Linked DNA regions of Mus musculus: region 1 is linked to region 2. Evidence: chromatin contacts called from public Hi-C data. All regions are on one chromosome and are shown on one strand. The core of a region is the stretch at or near the end of the contact, and the rest is flanking DNA. Distances in the headings are between cores, read along the strand shown.

Region 1 (3,308 bases), core at 623-3,122, 160 kb after region 2:
ATGTTTACCTGCAATCCCAGTGGAGATCTTAAAGAATTAAGAAGGAATCAACTTAAGCAATTAGAAGATGGAGGGATGACTAAGGTATGCCTGGGAGTGGAGAGCACTTACTGCTCTCACAGAGGAACCCAGTTCAGTCCCCGACACTTCTCTTGACAGGTTTCCCTTTTATTTTTCCTCCCAACTGCCCAAGAAAATCTTCCCCATTACCTCTTGAGGGTCAGTGGCTGGTACAAGCAACCAACTAGAGTCAGTCAGCATTTAGGGACTGACTCCAAGGTGGAGGCTTCTGCCAAGGGCACACTGAAAGGGGTTTGCACTAAGCCATACTATGGCTCCCTGCTTCCATTTCACCATGAAACACGCAGGAGTTACATTTGACAGGTGTGCATACGGTGTTCTGGGAACTCATGTCTTTGCCTTCCCTGAGGCTGGAATGACTTAGCTCTACTATGTGGAGTGGGCTTCCTCGGTTTCATCGTGAAGCCACGTGGGCCAAGATATCATGCAGCCTCTGTGACATATCTGTCCCACTTATGTCCATGGTGGCTCTCTGTCACTCAGCATGAAGTTACAGCTGTGCCCTGCTGTGAGACCCTTTCACAGTCCAGCATCCCAGCAGTTCTGCTAGACAGCCTTTGAAAGGCAACCTAGACAGGAGCTCCAGCGCAGCCTACCTAAGAAAGCTGGATTTAAGACAGGATTCCCTCGCTGACGAGGGGCTTGCTCTGGGGAGGAAACCAAAGCTTGGAGTGGTTTTAAAATTATCCCAATACTTTAGAAAATGTCAGGGGAAGCAATATTGGAAGGGTCCACTCTGATTTTAGTTTTTATCAACCATAAATATGGATGTATTTCCAGCCAAAAACAATAAAACAAAAAAACAAACAAAAAGATACCTAACCTTTATTCGAATTTCACTGTCTCATTTGGATAGTACAATAATTGAGTCCAGAGTTTTTCTTTTGGTTAGAAAGACTGTTCTTTGTGACTAATGCCAGCCTGCAGTAATGAAAAATTACATAAGGTCATCTCTTCCGGAAGCACTCGGAGTCTGTGCGTGCAGAAGTGACGGAGAAACTGTGATGCGTGGGGGATATTTCTGTTGTGGTAACAGCAGTCCTTCAACACATGCTGACTACGTGACAGACACTTCTAGCTCAAGGCCAGCTAAGGAGAGCAGCACGCAGGGCCTGCCTTTATAGGGATAATAGGTGAACCCACGTCCAGCTCCCAGCCTGCACTCTGGGCAACGTGCACACAAGTATACAAGCTGCATGCTCTGGAAGCATGGAGTAACGGTCACCTGGTACCTGGAGAATCTAGAAACTTCTCAGCAGAGCTGTGCTGTTTCCTGTGCATTGCTGCCCAAGACATGCTCTGAAGGCAAGCCTGCCCCACCTGTGCAGAACCAAGCTGGGATAAATTCCGCCATTCGGTTCTTCCAAAGTTTCTCAGCTGAAGACAGTGGAGGAGAGTGACTCTCTCACTGTGCACCTCATGCCTCTAAGTCATGCCCTGTGCGCTCTCCACAGTCTCTGGAGTGTCTGTTTTCCCGTTTGGGTTTTGGTGGTTAGGTGTGTTATATCTGCTTTAGTCTCCTCTGCCTGTCGTGTGTTCAGGCCCTGCAATGGCCTGGTTCAAATAGGAAGTGAGCCTGGAACCTTAGGGGACTGGGGCACTACAGGGAACCCGGGCTGAGTCCTGGGTTAGTTGGCCTTTGTCCTGGAGCAGTCAAATTACTTCAGCTATTTGGGAAGCCTCTGGCAGCAGATTCTGGAAAGCCACTGGAGCCGTCAGGATGACCCTTGTAGATCTTCTAGTGGCACAGCCAGGATCCTAAATTTAGTACCCTGTACTTTGTGAGGACATCGGGCTCCTGTCAAGTGTCCAGTGTGGCAACACAGTCCGTTTGTGTAAACCGAGAACTGGCAGGTGCTCAGATGTGGAGCCTGGCTCCTGAGGGAGGGATTTGCCAAGCAGCCAGGGCTGTCTTCCTGCCAAGGACTCCTATATTATAACTTGAAGGGTTTTCACTATGGCAGGTTTGCAGTCGACTTAGTTTTCTCTGTCCACCATAAAATGTAAAAGACCGAGGAGCCTTTTGGTCACTGCACAGTCAGGAGATCTTTCTGTTCTTACTTTTATCCGGGACTTATTCTCAGTGTTCTCTTTGTTTGCAGATGGCTCATCTGACCTTCACAGTGAAAGGAGCTTGCTATGTGCAGTGTGAAGGCTGTGATGGAGGCTGAAGACCTTTATCTAATCCAGTGTGTTAAATTTCAAAGCAGCACATATGGCCGAGGTGCCTATTTAACATATCAAAGTGGACCTGGCCTTCAGGATCTCCCAGCATCCCTCAGTCCCTACCTGTTACAGGGTAGTAGGACCAATCTTCAGTCTTCAAGTGAACGGCTCATGATTTTGAGTAAAAGGGACAGAGACGTATTTTCATCTGATGCTCAAGATATTTTACTTTTATTTTATGTATATAGATATTAATCTGTGTGTATATCTGTGCACACTATGTGTGCAGTGTCTGAGAAGGCCAGAAGAGGGCGTCAGGTTCTTTGGAACTGCAGTTGCTGGGCTACCATGTAAGGCTGAGACTTGGGTCGTCCGGAAGAGCAGCAAATGCTCTTTACCAACGAGCCCTCTCTCCAGCCACTTGAGATGCAATTTCAGTATAGCCGGATGCATCCTGTTGAGCCTTTAGTCTCTTCACCCCCTGCATGGCACATGTGATTGGTCCATTGCTGCTTTGGGGACTTGTCACAGACATTCTTAGTTTGACGTGTGGAACTATAGCTTATTTTCTGGGGGAAATGTGGAGAAAGCATTTTCCAGCAAAGTGCTTATATAAAGACTCATCGGGAAAGAGTCAGAGCAGTGCAGGGCGTCTCCCTGCCATGGGTTCCACCTCAAATCAGTGCACACTCGCAAACCAGCCTTGTGATGGATGAGCTCCAACACAGCTACTACAAGCCAGCTGCTGGGGTAGACAGACAGACAGACGTGTCAAACGTATGGTATACAAACATCTAACTTTTGTGTAGCCCACAACAGCTATTTTTAAGTTCCTGTAACTACCTTAGAACCCCATTTCTCTCACCTCCTTTTCCCCCCTCTCTACCTGGATGTCAATCATTCCTGACCCCAGCTCTCTCACCTTTTCCCCCCTCTCCCCAGAGATCGCTCATTCCTGACCCATTTTCCTGCTGGACTGCTTCTGTCTCTCAGAAGACTCTCTCTGATATGGTTTTACACCAGTTTCCATTGTTTCTAGCTTAGGGGGAGAGTTTGTTTTA
Region 2 (3,023 bases), core at 392-2,891:
ATTAAACAACAATGCAGGTGTCTCTGGTACGTCAAAACTTCCCTCTCAAGTCTGAGTTCTTTTGAAGCTGAAGTTCCACATATGACCTGCAGAATGCTCTCTGATATATTAGAGGCCAGGCGTTATTTAAGTGTCAAGTGCTAGCCACGATAGTGGCAGGGATTTGGTTTCATGTGCTCATGGAAAAGGAATGTGCCAAAATACACTTTCAGCACACAAGCTGCACTTAAAGTGACCACGGCACATTATTTAAGTGGCTCGCTGATGCCGAGTCCTGTGCAGAACATTTTGTACACAGCAAGGCTGGCTACTGAGTCGCTTATTTTTACATCGCTAAAATGGATGAGTAAACTGAATGTTTACAAAAGGGACAGAGTTGGCAGGGAGGTGAAAACCTGTGTTTGTCCCTGGGTGCGGCTCACACCCTCACCAGCCCAATGCTGTGAACCCAGGACAAAGCGATACCCTGATTAAGCCAAGAAGCAGGGATCCCAAATGCCAGAAGGCACGTGTCCACTTTGGGGGAGAGGTCAGAAAACAATCTCTTCCAATATGTTATCTAATGGGTCTCCTTCCCATCACCCATCAAGATGCCAGAGTCAATAATCTGACCTGCAGATGCGGCATCAGCACAAACCGAGGCACAAACTGAAATACCATCAAAGCAAGACGCAGTGTGATCTTTAAAGTTTATATGGCTTTGGCTCTCTCATTTCCAGAGTCATAAGCACTTCTATATATTTTATTAGTTTATAGATAACAGCCCAAGCTCTGGGGTTTTTTGTTGTTGTTGTTGTTGTTTTTGTTTTGTTTTTTAGATTTGAATTCATGGGGCTGGAGAGATGGCTCAGAGTTCAAATCTCAGCAACCACACAGTGGCTCAAAACCATCCGCACACCTTTAATCCCAGCACTTGGGAGGCAGAGGCAGGAGGGTTTCTAAGTTCAAGGCCAGACTGGTCTACAGAGTGAGTTCCAGGACAGCCAGAGCTACACAGAGAAACCCTGTCTTGAAAAAAAAAGGAAGAAGGAAAAGAAAAAAAGGAAGGAAGGAAGGAAGGAAGGAAGGAAGGAAGAAAGAAAGAAAGAAAGAAAGAAAGAAAGAAAGAAAGAAAGAAAGAAAGAAAGAAAGAAAGAAAGAAAGAAAATGAACTGTGACACCTTCTTCTGGCACATCTAAAGAGAGCTACAGTGTTCTTACATATATAATAAATAAATCTTTGGGCCAGAGAGAGCATGGCTGGAGCGAGCAGAGGTCCTGAATTCAATTCCCAGCAATCACACGATAACTCACAACCATCTGTACAGCTACCGTGTACTCATATACATAAAAACAAAACAAAACAAAACACCCAACCAAACACAAAATAAATAAAAAAAATAAATTTGAATTCATGTATTTTTCTCATACTTTAAAAGCAGTAACACTGCTATCTATCTATCTATCTATCTATCTATCTATCTATCTATCTGGTCAACCTTAAGTTGTCCTACATTCTATGAGAAAATAATAATGGGCCCGGACCCAGAACTGCAAGCACATAGAAACCTAAGTTCACACCGAGTCAGAACATTGCCCCAATTCTTCAGAACTCCATGTACTTACCGGGAACAGCACGATGGGCACGGTCAGTGTCACTGCCACCAGGACTGCCAGGCGCACCATGAGAAGAGCCGTATCAAATGTGTAGACCTTGCTGTAAGCATGCAGCAGCTCGTCTTCAACGTCCCCTGAAAGATGAAGAGTTCGGGGGTGGGGGTGGGGGTGGGGGTGGGGGAGATTGCTGAGTCAGCACCAGCTCCTCACAGAAGCGTGTAGCAGTAACAGGAAGAGGCCCAGGCCGGCCTGGGCCTTCAGACAGCTCAGAAAGCTGTAGTGTAGGGTGAAGAGCTGCTAGGAAGCTTCTTGGGATAGTTTGCATCGTTAATAAATTTATATCTGCTATGAAGAAGCAGAACAAACCAGGACGACGTGTTCCTGTTAAGGGGGTGAAAAGCCCAAGCCCTCCCCACCAGCTTCTGCCCACACCACCACTGTCCTCCAATCTGTCTGTCTGTCTGTCTGTCTGTCCAGCTAATCCTTATGCAGCTTCTTTGTACTCAGCGTGGAATTTTTAGGACTGCAACTCTGTGTGCTCACGTGCATTTGCGCATGTGTGTGTGTGTGTGTGTGTGTGTGTGTGTGATGTGGAGGCCAGAGGCTGATGTTGAGATGTTTTCCTCAATCACTTTTTTGTCCTACTTTTGAGGCAGGGTCTCTCACTGGACCTGGAGCTTTGCATTTTGGCTAGACTGGGCTGTCAGCCAGCAAGACCCTGGGCTGGGTCTGTTTCCCCAGTCCTGGCACTGGAGTTTCCGACTCATGCCTCCATACCCAGCTTTTACACAGGGGCTGGGGATCCAAACTCAGGCCCTTGGAGGTTTTAAAGGTTGTTTATCTTACAAAAATCATTAGACAAACATGCAAGGATGAATCGATGTGATTTTTTTTAAAACTGGATCCCTCGGCCATTTTACTCTAAGGTCTGTCTGATGCCTTCTTTGAAGACAGCCATTCAGAATTCCAGACCCAAACATACATAGATACATATGAAACCAAGATGCAACTGGTACATGGATTCAGAGGAATCCCGTGTAGTTGGTTTCCCTGCTGTTACTCTCCAGATGAGACAAAGGGTGCAAACACATTCAGTGGCATTGATTTTGACTTTAACGTATAACCAGTGGGAAGGTAATACCAAGTCAAGAGCAAGTGCTTGGTTAACAGTCAAATATTAACCCGAGGGAAAAGACTCCTGAGCAATGGCGGCTCTTCCCGAGTCATTTCCTTCCAATTTGCCATGCACTCAATTTAACTTACCAAATCAGTTTTAAAAAAATAGATTACCAAATCAGTTTTTTTTTTTAAAAATGGAGATTCCAGGAGGAGGAAGAACTACATTTATTTACAACTTTGCAGTCAATTTTTGAAATTCCAATGTGTGTGTGTACTATATGTATGTTTCTTTTTCCATCTTAAAATAA

What was found. Hi-C and Micro-C count contacts between places; a contact is called where the count stands out from the background.
Region 1: a contact with region 2 is called in a Hi-C map of liver, with 2.2 times the contacts expected there. The contact joins two enhancer-like sites. A contact is called at or near these places in 1 of 15 datasets of contacts at CTCF or cohesin (the NIH/3T3 cell line), 2 of 484 Hi-C or Micro-C datasets (embryonic fibroblasts and liver), 3 of 115 datasets of contacts at active chromatin or transcription factors (the NIH/3T3 cell line, cardiomyocytes and heart atrium) and 1 of 9 other capture datasets (embryonic stem cells).

Annotation. Positions count from the first base shown.
Region 1 is chr15:97,168,414-97,171,721 of GRCm38.p6, forward strand. All of the region lies in intron 1 of Gm33149 (a long non-coding RNA gene), which reads left to right. Among named protein-coding and RNA genes, the nearest start is that of Gm32885, 2.8 kb to the left of the region's middle. Within about 2 kb of position 1,873, at least 10 of the 459 cell types and tissues checked have an H3K27ac peak or open chromatin away from gene starts, as enhancers often do. A contact at or near this core is called in heart atrium and liver, where this site is marked.
Region 2 is chr15:97,004,215-97,007,237 of GRCm38.p6, forward strand. Slc38a4 (solute carrier family 38, member 4) reads right to left here. Exons shown (of 16, transcript NM_027052.3): 13 at 1,606-1,730. Among named protein-coding and RNA genes, the nearest start is that of Gm32840, 38 kb to the right of the region's middle. Within about 2 kb of position 1,642, at least 63 of the 459 cell types and tissues checked have an H3K27ac peak or open chromatin away from gene starts, as enhancers often do. A contact at or near this core is called in heart atrium and liver, where this site is marked.